Regions from separate parts of the Gossypium hirsutum genome. Here region 2 is linked to region 1. The links are chromatin contacts, called in public Hi-C maps. All regions are on one chromosome and are shown on one strand. Each heading gives the region's core, a stretch centred on a gene start, on an enhancer-like site or on the middle of the called end of the contact. The rest is flanking DNA. Distances are from core to core; before and after follow the strand shown.

The links. A called contact is a pair of places that touch in the nucleus more often than the background predicts.
Region 2: a contact with region 1 is called in a Hi-C map of leaf, with 2.9 times the contacts expected there. The contact joins the promoter of LOC121229563 here to the promoter of LOC107957115 in region 1. A contact is called at or near these places in 2 of 34 Hi-C or Micro-C datasets (both in leaf).

Annotation. Positions count from the first base shown.
Region 1 is chrA05:95,311,585-95,318,615 of Gossypium_hirsutum_v2.1, reverse strand. LOC107957115 reads right to left here and starts at 1,790. Exons shown (of 5, transcript XM_016892557.2): 1 at 1,155-1,790; 2 at 865-1,011; 3 at 180-633; 4 at 1-84. The coding sequence starts at 934. LOC107957114 (adenylosuccinate lyase) reads right to left here. Exons shown (of 10, transcript XM_041114159.1): 1 at 6,792-7,031; 2 at 6,416-6,559; 3 at 4,886-5,101; 4 at 4,601-4,783; 5 at 4,152-4,373; 6 at 3,879-3,995; 7 at 3,639-3,782; 8 at 3,424-3,525; 9 at 2,735-2,803; 10 at 2,121-2,601. The coding sequence starts at 7,019. The coding sequence ends at 2,302.
Region 2 is chrA05:96,303,020-96,310,127 of Gossypium_hirsutum_v2.1, reverse strand. It overlaps LOC121229563, which reads left to right and starts at 1,446. Exons shown (of 3, transcript XM_041114169.1): 1 at 1,446-1,899; 2 at 2,274-2,611; 3 at 2,689-3,111. The coding sequence starts at 1,627. The coding sequence ends at 2,848. LOC121229561 (protein YIPF1 homolog) reads right to left here. Exons shown (of 6, transcript XM_041114166.1): 3 at 7,023-7,107; 4 at 6,122-6,287; 5 at 4,937-5,210; 6 at 4,212-4,805. The coding sequence ends at 4,611.

The DNA.
Region 1 (7,031 bases), core at 541-3,040:
TACAATTCCAGTATTCGCCAGTGCTTCAGATTGGCTGCATCTTCGATGGAACCACTTGGTTTGTTAGAGCCATATTGGTTGAACCTGAGCCAAAACATGAGTTTAATCTGGTTTAAGTAATTTATTAACAGGAAAATGACAAAGTCCCAAGTAACATAGAAAAAAATAAGCGGAATTACTGTTGCTGGTGCATTGATTGATAGGTGTATGTATGATTTGAAGCAAGGATGTCATCTATGTCTATTAACACAGCATCCAAATGATTGTCCGATGGTGAAATAGTATCGAAGAAGCTCTCAATCATCGAAATCATGAAATTTAAGTCTCGTTCGTATTCTCCCCCTTCGATATAATGAATGGCTAGATTCCAGCAGACTGGAGGAATCTCGGGTTCTTCCAAGCTGTTGAGTTCCCCATGTAAAGCAAAAGCCTTGCAATAATGGTAGCTATCACTTGCTTTCTCAATCTCCACCACTCCCTTGCTCCTACTTTCACAGGATCGCAACATTACTGCTAATGTTACAAGTAAAGTTACTGAAAGAACACCAACAATTAGAAGACCAGCAATGAAGATTGTTGCAGCAAAAGATTTCATGTAGAATCCCGACTCCAACACATATTGGCTTCCACTCTCTGTCAAGAACGACCGAGATTAATACGTATTTATATCGAACATCGGAAGGTTTAGCAGTAGGAACCATAAAAACGAAATGAGTTAAGCAGTCAACCCATTAAAACAATGTTGCATACAAAATATTTGGATTAATTAACAATCCAGTCATGCCAAATGAATGGTTAAAAGCCTCTGAGAAAAGGGTATTGGAATTGAAAGAACTGTTGGGATCTAATAAAGAAGTGCCTTACCAGTATCTTCCCTACTCAAGAGACTCTGAGAGGAGAACTCCCGTTCCATTTGATGGCCATAAGCTGACATTGTGATTCAGTCAAGCCAGATTCATATCAGGGCTGCAAAATTCTGCCCAGATCCCTTCAAAATCATTGAAGGGTCACCTGAAACGACAAATAACAATCAACTGATATAGAAGATTCCACCCCCCCCCCCCGCCCCAAAACAAACCCCTTTAACCATATGGTGGCAATCACTGATATGATAAATCAAGACAAAAAATCCCAACTTTACAGCTGCAACTTACAAGCAGCTTCATGATCTACCATGGTCTGAGCTAGCACTCAAACTTCATTGCCCTCTTGACAAGGAATCAAGTTTCCATTTTTATCAAGAATATCTTTCTAAGGAAGGAAAGGGTCCATAACCATTTGACTTTCTAGATATAATACTAATAATCATTAAAGTCCAAAATTTGCTGATCAACTCATTGCTTCACAGTAGCAATTTGGTAAAAAATAAAATAAAAACAACAATTAAGAAAAAGAAATAACTTCATACCCAAATTACCATGAGTTAATAACAAAACAGAATTGAATTCTGATGCAATTAATAATGCAAAAACTGGGTTTATTTTTGTTCCTCATTATCTTAAAGTTAAACAATACAAGGAAAGGCAAAGAGACAAGAGAAGAGAGAGAACCTGAGAGAGGCTTTCGAAGGCTTTTACCTGTAGAGGATAAGAAAATGAAAACCTGACAACAAAAACGACTGTATCTCTTTCGTAGAGAAGCTTCCTTCTTTGTACTGTGTGGATCATTGTTAACGGCTTCTTTCCAAGGACGACGATGACTTTAAACATGACAGATTGCGTAGTGTTTTTACTTTAAAATCGGGGGTAGTTTTGACAACAAGGAGATTATTCCAGGGTTTTACTTGCAATTTTGTTTAAAAGCAGAGAATTTGATTAAATATAGTTGGTATGATAATTCTTGGGCTCCACCATCTCAATCATGCAATGTATTTTTGTAGTGTATGCTCCACCAATTATGTTGTTAAAAAAGAATATATTTGATGATGATGTTTTTGCTAGTCAAAAGATTCTGCCGTGATAAAGTGTACAAGAAACTCTATAGGTACACCTGGTGAAAATCTCTGTACAGACTGGTTCATATCATCATATTCATGCTTATTTTTGCTATTATTATGTTGACATGTGTTATGTCTCATATGTCGCATTCAATACAAAGTCTTCATCAGTTAGTGGAGAACGTGACAGCAATTCAAGTTAATTTTCATTATTAAGATTGCTTACAAAATCTCAGCTCAGAGTTCATGACACCATATGAACATGACATGATAATCACTTCCACCAGTAGGGATTTGTCTCACCTTGTACCCTCTCTGAATTTGTTTTTTTCAAAGAATAGCTACCACATTTATCATCTTAATACTTAACCAGTCTCATATGGTGCAACAATATGACTAAGTTTCTTGGCTAATTCTTTCAACGACATGTTTTCCAAAACCTCAGAACCGTTTATCACGTTCACAGCTGAATCCACAGTCTTGGCTAATTCAACGGCTGCACCCACGTAGGAATGTGGCGTTAACTTCAAAAGATGAGTCTTAGCTTCTTCGGGTAATTCCAAGCCTTCAATAAATTCCCTTATACTTTCTTTGGTAACTGCTCTCCCCCTAGTAAGCTCCTTCAGCTTCTCGTAAGGCTCTGGAACACCATATCTACGCATGACCTACAGATCAAGTTAAAAAGAGAAACAAAAAGATGAATCAAAATACTATCCATCTAGCCTCTATTACTTTGCGCTTACAAAAAAATTGAAACAGAAAAGGGCATTCAATAAATGTAGATCAGAAGATACATACAGTCTGAATTGGCTCCGCAAGTACCTCCCATGCCTGGTTCAAGTCTTCGCTTAACCGAGCTTCATTGACCTGGAATCAAAAGGGAGCTTAAGAGAGATGGTAGTATGCAGTAAAGCACCCAAAACTACAATTTAGAGAAGGATTAGCAAGGGCTTTTGCATCACAGGTGATATCAAGCGGCTAACTATCACTAGTTGAAGAAAATAAACTAACGTGCCTTACCACAAGTCATAGATGTATCATGAAGTCAAAATTTTCACAAAGATTTAAAAATGCCCCAAGTCCTTGTACTCTTTTTAGACTTTTTAAAATTTAATACTTTAGCTTTTATTTCCAGGAATTTAGTCCCTCATTTGTCAAATTTGAAAATTAAAATCCAACAGATAACAAAATCAATGGATTATCGTTAAATTTGAAAATGTGACATTTGAACATTCAAACTTTTAAATAAGTTAAGTCCAATTGATACTCAAATTTAACATAAGTCAATTAACAGCGTTATCCCTCGGATTTTAAACCCTAAGAACTAAAAGCAGAGGGACTAAATATCGAAGTCCAAGGAGTACAGGGGCAAGGGCATAATTAGACCTTTCACAAACTAATAACCAAATACAGGACTTAATTAACAAGAACCTTTGGCACTAAAATACACTTAAAGGAGATCAGAACCTTCATGTTATGCAACATACCTGGAGCTTTCCTATTCCTTGCAGCGCACTTTTGTAAGCAAGAAGGGAATGACCAAGTCCTCCCCCCATGTTCCTCAAGACTGTCGAATCAGTTAAATCTCGCTGCAAATTCAACACATAAGAAGATTTATTTTGTTCAAATGGAGTTACATTAGTTATGAACAAACTTCACAAACATAAAATTAAGCGGCTATCCTAAAATAAAAATATTGTACCTGCCAACGGGAAATAGGCAACTTCATGCTCAGGTAAGTTAGGTCTTCATTAGCCTTACCAAGATTACCTTCACTGTTTTCAAAATCAATAGGGTTTACTTTATGAGGCATTGTTGATGAACCAATCTCACCTGCCTTGGTTATCTGCTCCAAATTTTGACCACGAAAAGACATTGGTTGGGAAAATAATAATAACAATAATAATAAATTAAAGTCAACATGCTGCATCAAAACAGTCACCTGCTTAAAGTATCCTACAGATATGTAGCCCCATATATCTCTGTCAAAGTCAATCAATATATTATTAAACCGGATAATTGCATAATAAAGTTTTGCCATATAATCGTGGGTCTCAATCTGCAGACAAGCAAAAAAAAAAAAAAAAACTTTATTCCAGGTCAAGCACATAAACTCGTTACATATCATACCCATATGAAGCTAACTAGAAGTGTCAATACATCAACTGAGATATATATTTTTACAGTATAAGAGGAAGAAGAGCATGGAAAATACCTGAGTAACATAGGGGTTAAACTTTAATCCAAGAGAAGTCACAAACTGTTCTGCGATTTGAGGCCAATTAACAGTAGGATATGCAACAATATGGGCATTGTAGTTTCCAACTGCACCAGCAAATTTTCCCATCATCTCGACTTGAGAAATTTCTTGCCTTTCTCTGCTTAGCCTAACAGAAAAAATGGCCATCTCCTTTCCCAAGGTTGTAGGTGAAGCTGGCTGAAAAAACTAATGATTTAGGTGATCAAGTAATAACAGCTATTCCTAGAGCATGTAACAGTAATAAATTACATGTAATTAAAGAAACAAAAAAAAAATAAGCAATCTAGATATAAAACATGCTCTCTCTCTCTGATCAACCTGAGAATTCAAAGACTAATTTTCCAAGTGGCTTATGACAAGCTAAGAGTGAGAAGATTGTTTCAAGAAGAAAATTTCTCTTCTACCTGGCCATGCGTGCGAGAAAGCATAGAAACGCTTGCATTAGCCTTAGCCAGCTTACATATTGCCTCGACCAATTTATCCATGGTTGGAAACATGACTTTGGTCATTGCTTCTTTCAACATCAATGCATGGGCAAGGTTGTTTATGTCCTCGGATGTGCAAGCAAAATGGAAAAATTCAAGGACCTGAAACCAGAGAGAGAATATTAATTGATCCAAAAATTCCCAAAACTCGAGTCAAATAGAAAGGATAGTGAATCAATATATAATCGAATAACAAGTCCCAACCTTGGCAATTTCTGGCTGTGATTGGCATTTCTGTTTCAAGAAGTACTCGACTGCTTTTACATCATGATTAGTTACTCTCTCTATTTTTTTAACTTCCAAGGCATCATCCATGCTAAATCCATCAATGAGTCCTAGCAAATAAGACTGAGCCTCTGCACTAAAGCTTGGAACCTCAATGACTTCAGGAATTTGTGAAAGCATCAGCAACCATTTAATCTGACACAGTATCTATAATCAATAAGGGTCCTTCTAGAAAGCAAAAAGAAAAGAAAACTAAGTTCATTGATATCGATTTTAACTACATTATATTTGGAATTCAGTAATTATATTTTATACATCACCCAAAATTGTGCTCATATAATTTGCATTGAGTGTTGCCCAGATTCTTCATTTTCCTCAAAATACCTGTTTCTAACACATATACTTCTGACATGCTGTAGAACAATTGAGCATATTCCAATCAAACATATACCATACCTAACACTTAACTTGAGTCCGAGTAACATAGTTTGCATTTCACTAACTCATTTCTAAAGCAGGCAACCTCCAGTCAAGTGGTTACAGGATTTCTGTTACCTTTTTAATCACCACTAGGGGTGTACAAAAATATTCGAAACCAAAAAACCATTTTTTTCGGTTTATTCGGTTTTCATGTTCGGTTTAATTGGTTTATTTGGTCGGTTTTCAGTTTGACATTTTAAACCGAATAAACATTACACTCCCAAACACAAATTTAAACTTTAAACCCAAATACCCATTGAAATTTAAAACTCAATACACATTAATATTTAAAACCCAAATTGATAATTTAATGTTTTATGATATTAATTTTATTTTTGAACTAAAAAAAACCAAAAAACTGAACCGAAAAATTTTTCCTCGGTTTATTTGGTTTTGCTCTCTAGGTCAGTTTGATTTATTCAGTTTACATAGATAACTCAGTTTATTCGGTTTTTGGTATAAAAAACTGAACCAACCAAATATACACCCCTACTCACCACATCCACACTTTCCAATATTTCTCATCAAATTATGTCGGTCAGCTTAAGATTTATCACAGGTAAAGCTAATTGAAGTCATAATTCAACTACGCTAAGCCAAGATTTGTATAATCATTTCAACCTTTTAAGATACATATGAACTTGATTTCGAACAATTTGCAAAATGACAATATACCAAAAGCCCCTAAGACCATATGCATAAATAAAAAAAGTAAGGAATTATAAACTTGAATGCGCCATACATATGAAAGAATATAGAATAATGATGTATTTGGCGAATCAAATACCATGGTCTGTTAAGGAAGCTTTCGGATTTGTTGATAATTTTTGAAAGATTTCTTCGAAAAGGTTTCATCAACCCCTCATTTATGTCGAGTAGCCCTTGTTGTTGCGAGAATTCTTAATTCATGAGTTATAGGGAGGGACTTATGATTCCACAAACAGACTAATATATATATGTACCCCAACTATTTGAAACGAAATTACATTAAAAAATGAATATATTAGAGAAAGCAGATTATAAATTTACCTCAACAAGAACCCGAAAGTAAATAAGCCCATATTCACTCATATAGGGAGCCAAGTCTTTCACTTTACCCCAATAACGACCATCCAAAGGTGACAATGCGGTTAATGTTGATAATTCGAACTCGCGAGAATCATCTTTAATCGCCTAAAACAAAATAAAGAAATTAGAACCAAAACAAAAAAATCTAAGCTTCCATAAAAATAAAAAATAAAAAGAAACGGCACTAAAAATTCAATAGTGAATGTGTGTTTTTGTTAAAAATAAAGTTTAATACCTTAAAAAGCGCTTTTTTTTTTCAAAACCCAAACAGGAACAGAGCTCCATCATTAAAAGAATCAATATTGCAAAGTGTAAACCAAGAGGTAAAGAATAAAACCTGTTTGAAACCATGGGTTCTGCTAGAAAAAGTTGAGCGAAGATAAAGGGAAGCATTTGAGAATTGATGGGAGCGAAGATAAAGGGAAGCATTTGAGAATTGATGGGTATGTATAGTATTAGGCAAAATAGACATGTTTCTTGAAGATTGGAGTTTACTTGCATGTAAAGGGCTTAAAAAGGGGGACTGAATTTTGGTTAATACCCCGGAAGAAACCCTGGCCTCCATGGAAAAAGAGTA
Region 2 (7,108 bases), core at 197-2,696, 990 kb before region 1:
ATTTAACCTTCAACCCTTATAAAATTTATCATTTAATTTTAATTCTAAAAAAGTTATTATATTTAAAAAAAAAATTGGATTTAATTCTAAAAGACTCTTATAAGAAATCAGTGACAAGTTGTTCCAATTTGGCTTCTTCAGTGTGAGATGATGGTATATTTTTATAAACAAGCCAAAAGTGGAACAATCAAACCCTTCAAGGGAAATTGAAACACCTGTGCAGATAGTTTCACAGGCATAAGGAAATCGGAGAAAAAAAACCCAGCAAGAAATAAGTCAAAAAGAACTAAATTAACCAACGGAACTATCAATCGAAGTAGCGAAAAACAATATCTAAAAGAAGCAACTATCCAAATTACAGGGGAAACCCATTAAAAAAAAAACACACACAGTTCAGACTCTTGCTTCTCCATAATTAACTAGGCCTGGTTGGGTAAGGAAAACGTTTGGGCGCATAGGTCTTTTCCATATTTTTTTCTTATTTTTACCTTTGGGGTTTTCTTCTCTTCATTCCAGTGCAAAAATTGAATAACTTTCAAAGCAAAGCACAAAATTGCAGAGACAGAACAGAAAAAAAAAAACAATTAAAAAGAAAGGAGAGAAGCTGAGAGGGAAGCAATTCACCGATTTGCTAGTAGAGAGAATACAGGATTATTGTTGTGCAAATTACAGAAGTTTGTGAAATTTTGTAAATATTGAGGGCTAAATGGCTAGATTTAGGATCAAATTGATAAAATGTATAAATATTGGAGGATTAAATTTATTATTAGACCAATAAAAAACTACCCACATCAAGTATTTAGCAGGGTGACAAAAATTTTAAAATTTAAAAACATTGATGACAAAATTGAAAGTTTTTTAAGTGGGGTGATCAAAATAGAACATACCTAAAAGTTGGATAATCACCTATCCAATTTATCCAAAAAGAAATTACATCAAAGTTACTTCATGTCCAACAATTGAGGTTTCATTGATTTAAAAATGTATGGTTTTCTTATTAAGATTTGCTGTTTCGGTTAACATAAATTCTAACCTTTAAATAAATATATATATATAACTCATTTAGTTTTATGCAACCTTTTATTTTTATATTTAGATTTTGACACATACACAATAACATGAATAATAAATAAATTTAAATATTAAAAAATTATAAATATAAAATTAAGGTTGGTTGAAATTGAATTAAATTTATGAGGTTTGTAATTTTTAATAATTTATTTAATTAAAATCGTAACAGACACATGCTTTTTTACCCATAAAAACTATATTTCTTTGAAAAATATCTAACAATAGTTTCAATAGAATAAATAATCTATCTAGATGCTGAAAATAACAATGTTTTCGAATAAACATAAGTAATCAAATGAAATAAACGACTCGTTAAGATCCCATGTCTAAAGCTAACATCATATAACCAGTTGAGACATTGTAGAATACGCTAAACCCGAGTGAATAAAGTTAGATTTAGAGATTTTATGGGCAAGTGCCCAATCCCAGACCAAATTAGGCCCAACAGGGGAAGCTTTTGAATATTGCCCATCAGTACCTCAACATGAATGCTGCCTTTAAAACAACCTAAAACCCTCTCCACCGTTCCTAAAACCCTAGCAACCTTTCTCCCCCATGGCTTTCACGTCCATTCTCCGGAAAACAGCTAACTCCTTAGCTCCACTCGCGATTCGACTCACCCGAGTCCAGAGAAGCTACCACTCTTGCATCTTCACGGCCTTGAACCATGGCCTCCAGTCTCAGCATCCTACTGTGAACCGTTTTTACCCAAACACCCTGCATTTCTCAACGGCTGTTGATTCTCAAAAATCCGCTTCTGATGAGTCTCTTCTCCGAGTTATTGAGTCTGAGATTCAGTGTGCCGAGGAGAGTGATGAATATGATCAGGTGAGTAATTAATTAGTTTTTCTTTTCCCCATTTTCTTTTATCATTTAGGGTTTATACGAAAGTAAGTGGAAAAATAGAACTTGGATTTTGGGTGTTTTGCAATCCAAATCGTGTCAACTGAAGACTTGTAGGGATTGAATTCAAGAGCTGTCTTGGAACATGGTAACACTCATTGTAGAACTTATATCCGACCCGAGAAACATAATTAGAAGCTGCTTTTAGTTGTTTACAATATGGTTATTGAAAGAATTTGTGGGGAAAAAAAACAGAACAATCGCTTAATAGCCAGTATTGATGTTAAGTTTTCAAGCTGAAATCGATGCTTTATTTTGAATTGTTTTTTAATCATTTAAAAAAAATTGTTTCTTCACAGGCTGAAGGAACCCCAAGTGAATTCCCTTTCAAAATCGAAGACACTCCTGGGCTTCAAACCATAACATTGACACGAGAGTATGATGGTGAACTCATCAAAGTTAATGTTCACATGCCTGATCTTGTCACTGGTGAAGGCGAAGCGGATGATGACGATGATGATGACACTGAAAAGCCTAGTAAATCAAATGTCCCATTGGTTGTTAATGTCTCAAAAAAAGGCTGTCCGAGTTTAGAGTTCAACTGTACCGCTTACCCTGATGAGATTACCATAGATAGTTTGTCCGTTCGAAATCCCAACTCCGAGGATGAACTCGCCTATGAAGGCCCAGATTTCTAGTAAGCCTATTCAATACATTGTGAAATTGGAATATTGATTTGCATGGAATGCGATTACTAATGTTCTTGTTTTGCAGTGATTTGGATGAGAACCTGCAGAAGGCTTTTCACAAGTATTTGGAGATCCGAGGAATCAAACCGAGCACCACAAATTACTTGCACGAGTACATGATTAATAAGGATGGCCGGGAGTATATTCTGTGGTTGAAGAACCTCAAGAAGTTCATTGAAGAATGAGTAGTTTATGAAAAATGGTAAGGTCAAACTAGCACCGTTCCGAGTTGTTGTATGAACTAAGATACGAGTATTTTTATCTATTTTTAAAGAGATTAGGTCGTCTTTTTGGGTTAGAATTCGGTCCATTTCCGGTACACATTCTTCATTGTCATTCACATGGTGAAGAATCCATCCATTAAATTATATTTGTGAGTGAATAGTGAAAATATGTATTGGAGGGTTGGGAGGGGAGATCAAAAAAATAAACTATAGACTTGTTTTTATTTGATTTCTAGCCATCTCAAAGTCATTGCTATCATTTATGTGATTTAAACATATTCACCCCATCAGGAAAAGGATTTTGTCAACAAAAGTAGAGTTCAGAGAACTATGTTTTCTTTTGTTCAAAGTAGAGATTATATCAAAACCTCTCTTTTTTTCATTTTCTTCTTTTTTAAGTTTCACAACTTTCTTAGTAACCAAAAACTCCTCCATTAAAATCATCATAAAACCCATTGAAAATCTAATTTTTTTTATAAAAAAAAAGAAAAAAAAAGGCTTTGAAACCAAAGTAACCTATTTCAATCTTAACTCATAAAAATTGAACCAATGCTTGAAGAGGGAAGGAACAGAAAAAACTGAACCTTGACGACGACACGCTTGAGGTCTGGTCCTTTCCAAAAGCTTTACGATAGTACACATCCACCATTTCCCTCTAACTTAGAGCTGGTAGCTCAAACAAAAAATTTTAACATTTTTGGTAGAAAATTGAGTATTAATATAAAGTTTAAAAATGTTGGATAAGTTTTTAAAATTTTGATGTGTTTTTGAAGCTCAAGGTAAAGTTCCGTGTCGCAGTAGCTGTTCAACGACTCGTTTCTTCACTTTCCGTATTACCAGCATTAAGATATTTGGTAGGACATAAAGCTTAATTCTTTGTAATAAAAAAAATAAGTTAATATTTAGTAACCGAATTTAAAACTTGATCATGTGTCAAATATATATATTTATATATATATTTATTTATTTGGCCATAGTCAAATTGGTTAATATTTAGTAACCGAATTTAAAACACCTTTGCTAGAGGTGTTTATCCGGTAAAAACGTTCAGTTAAGCTTGTTTCTAGTAAAAAAACTAGTTCAATTACTTTATTTTAATTTTAATATTTATACTCCATCTTAAGTTCAAATTCTGATTTTTGCAATATGAAGTTAGAATCAAAAGATGAAAGCTGAATAAGGGTATCTCATTTGCAAATGAGATATACATCCTACTTACCTAGTAACTTTAAACCCAAAGATAGTTTAGGGTTTAAAGAGAACCTATTTTTTAATACAAAAGTCTGCTTTTAGATGTGAAGTAACAATTACAGACTGGCAAAAAGACCATGAAAACCTGTATATACACAGAAGGAAAACTTGCAGGGTTTAAACATATTTGCATTCACATTTGCTTCTAGTTTCTCTCATTTTGTTGGTCTATTAAAAGTTGTAGGCCAACAGCACCAAGTCAATTCGATTAACCCACTCCAAAAAAACGCAATTAGTAGCGCGTTGCTGCACCTCATCAAAAACATCTCTACTCCTATGACACACATCCGTTGCGTGTTTCAAATTTACCACTAAACTACAAGGAATCCAAAAACATACACAAGCTTTTCTTCAAGAGGCCTTTTTTGCTCAAACTGTTCTTCTTTTTCACATTTCCCAGGAGCAGAGCAAAACACAGCAGAGTTTGGATTTTAGGTGCTCAGATAGCCCGCATAGGATGACTTTGTAAGGTTTATGGAAAGAACCAAGCCTTGATAAAGATTGCAAGGGCCATTTGCAGCAAGAACGCAGCAATCATCATCATTCTAAGATCATTACTGCCACCAATATAGGATGTTAAATTCAAGGTAACAAAGCATGATGAGGCTGTACCGGCAATAAGTATGATGATCCATCGGAGAATCTCAACTGGAATAAGCAGTAGAAACTGCAAATATGCCATATACTACAACTCAGTTGATTGTAAATAAACAATGAATAACTAAAAAATTGAAATTTTTGGACTTGAATAAAATTTAAAACCAGGATCATTTTCTTCCTTTAAAGAGAAAAACTTACTGCAGTTGGAATGAAAATGGAAAGTGAATAACCCCACATGCACAAAAATCGTACAAGGCTAGCATTTGAACCCAGATACCGAAGCAAGAAGTAAAATGCCACTGGCACCACGAGTGAATAACCATAGATTCCACAAGCTGCTGCATTTACATAGCCAACATCAAAGCTCCAAGAAGTAGTTCGATCAGTGCGCTTTTGAATAAGGTATGTGGCACAGTTTCCAAAGGCCGCAAGCATAAAGACCAATGTAGTTGTGATCCAGATAAGCCCATACCTAACAAATGGCAGAAATCAAGACAATAAAATAATTTAACAGATAATCATGAACACTACTACTGCAGATTGTTACAGCTATGGTCAAGGTTTTTACACCATCAGATGTATGATTCACCACATCATAGTCGCAAGGAATTCGATTTTCCCAAGGAGAAAAAAATATGGATTATACAGAAAGCCATGAAATAAGGCAGGTCATCCATGATCTCTTTTTCAAACAGAAGAGTCTCTGCATTGAGACAAATAAGAAGCTACAAATACAAACTAATTATAAGATCCTAGTGTACTTCAACTTCCATAAAACCAATCAGATGGAAGGATTCTATCTCTTTTCTAGTTGTCTCCTGTTTTTTCTTTTCTTAATACATGACTTCTTTCCATCGATCTACTTGCAAAGATGACCATATATGCAAATAAGAGTACTATAGGTAATAATGCAATAAACATGCATTGATGTGTGCTGATAACTTCTTTATTGCTGCTGTCATTATTACATTTTGATAACGCCCACATGGCGTGCACTTGTCATTAATATCTTTCTTTTAGTGCTTCTCACAGTTTTCCCTACTAGGTGCAATTCATGTCGAAATGAAGAGCCAAATAACTAAACTTTTTAATTTACTAAATTTACGAACAAGATTAGTGAGTTCTGGTCCTGAATTCCAAAAAGCATGTTTCTTGAAGATGAAAGAATGCCTAGGCCAATGGATGCTTTTATTGCTTTCAATCCTACTTTTCATCCCAATTTATATTGACTACAGATAATACTCATATGACTTCCTATACTTCTAATACTCCTTCACACTTAATCTTCTCTTCCAGAGGATCACTTTTCATCCCAAGATGAGGCTTCAAAAGCAGTTTTTACATCCGCATAAAAGAGTAAGGGGAAAAGAGCGGCAGACTCACAGATCAGGGTTAGCGCCAATCTTGTTGAAAAAGTCTCCACCGGCAGGATAAAAGGAACTTATCAATCTGTTTACGACAACATCTGTATCTACATCAAAATACTGTGTGTATGATGAGATACTAAACACTCCCTTCCAGTTGTTTTGTGATTGTTGGTCAAATCCTTCTGCATATAATAGACAAAGGGATCGTTAAACTCTAAGGTGCCTCAGTAGCACTAAATAAAAGCGTTACATATTACCATCAGTGGGTGACATCTTAAGGCAGTACTTTAGCTGCTATAGCCTTTGAATTTTAGAACATGGAAGCAAAATCAGTAATCTACATCCCTTACTTTTGAAGAGTCATACACAAAAAAATAAAATAAAAAAAGAAGAAATACTCCAGGAAAGTTCAAAAATATTAACAGAACACGAAAAGGATATATGCATCAAATAAAGGATTTTAATTGGGTACCTCCCTTCTATGTAAAGAAATTTGTGATTACGAAAATAACAGTTAACTACTCCAGAATGCAAATACAAACATAACAGTTAGCGCTATAGTCTATTCTTTCAAAAATAAAAGGCATCGGAAGTTTCATTCTTCCTCACTAAATTACCTTAACTTTAAATAAGAAAACCACTCAATTCAACGCCAAATCTTCCATGTCTCAACTCTAGATATCATGATTATTGAAAGTTCCTCTCCCCAGTTATTTTCCATTTGGGAAATAATAAAACTAAACAATTCTCTTAAGACATTAGTTATTTCAAATATAGAAATAGGGCAAGGAAATCAAATAAAAGATATATAAATATTTTTTTTAAAAGGAGGAAAAATCCCGTTTCATAGTACGAAAAATGAAAGATTGATACATTTAACTAATTTTCTTTTTCTAGAAATAAAAAAGAATATATACCGGTCGGAGGTCCAAGAGTTTGATAACCTCGGCCACCACCTCCTCTTCTGCCATACGAGGCTTCACTTTCTTCATTAACAACAGCC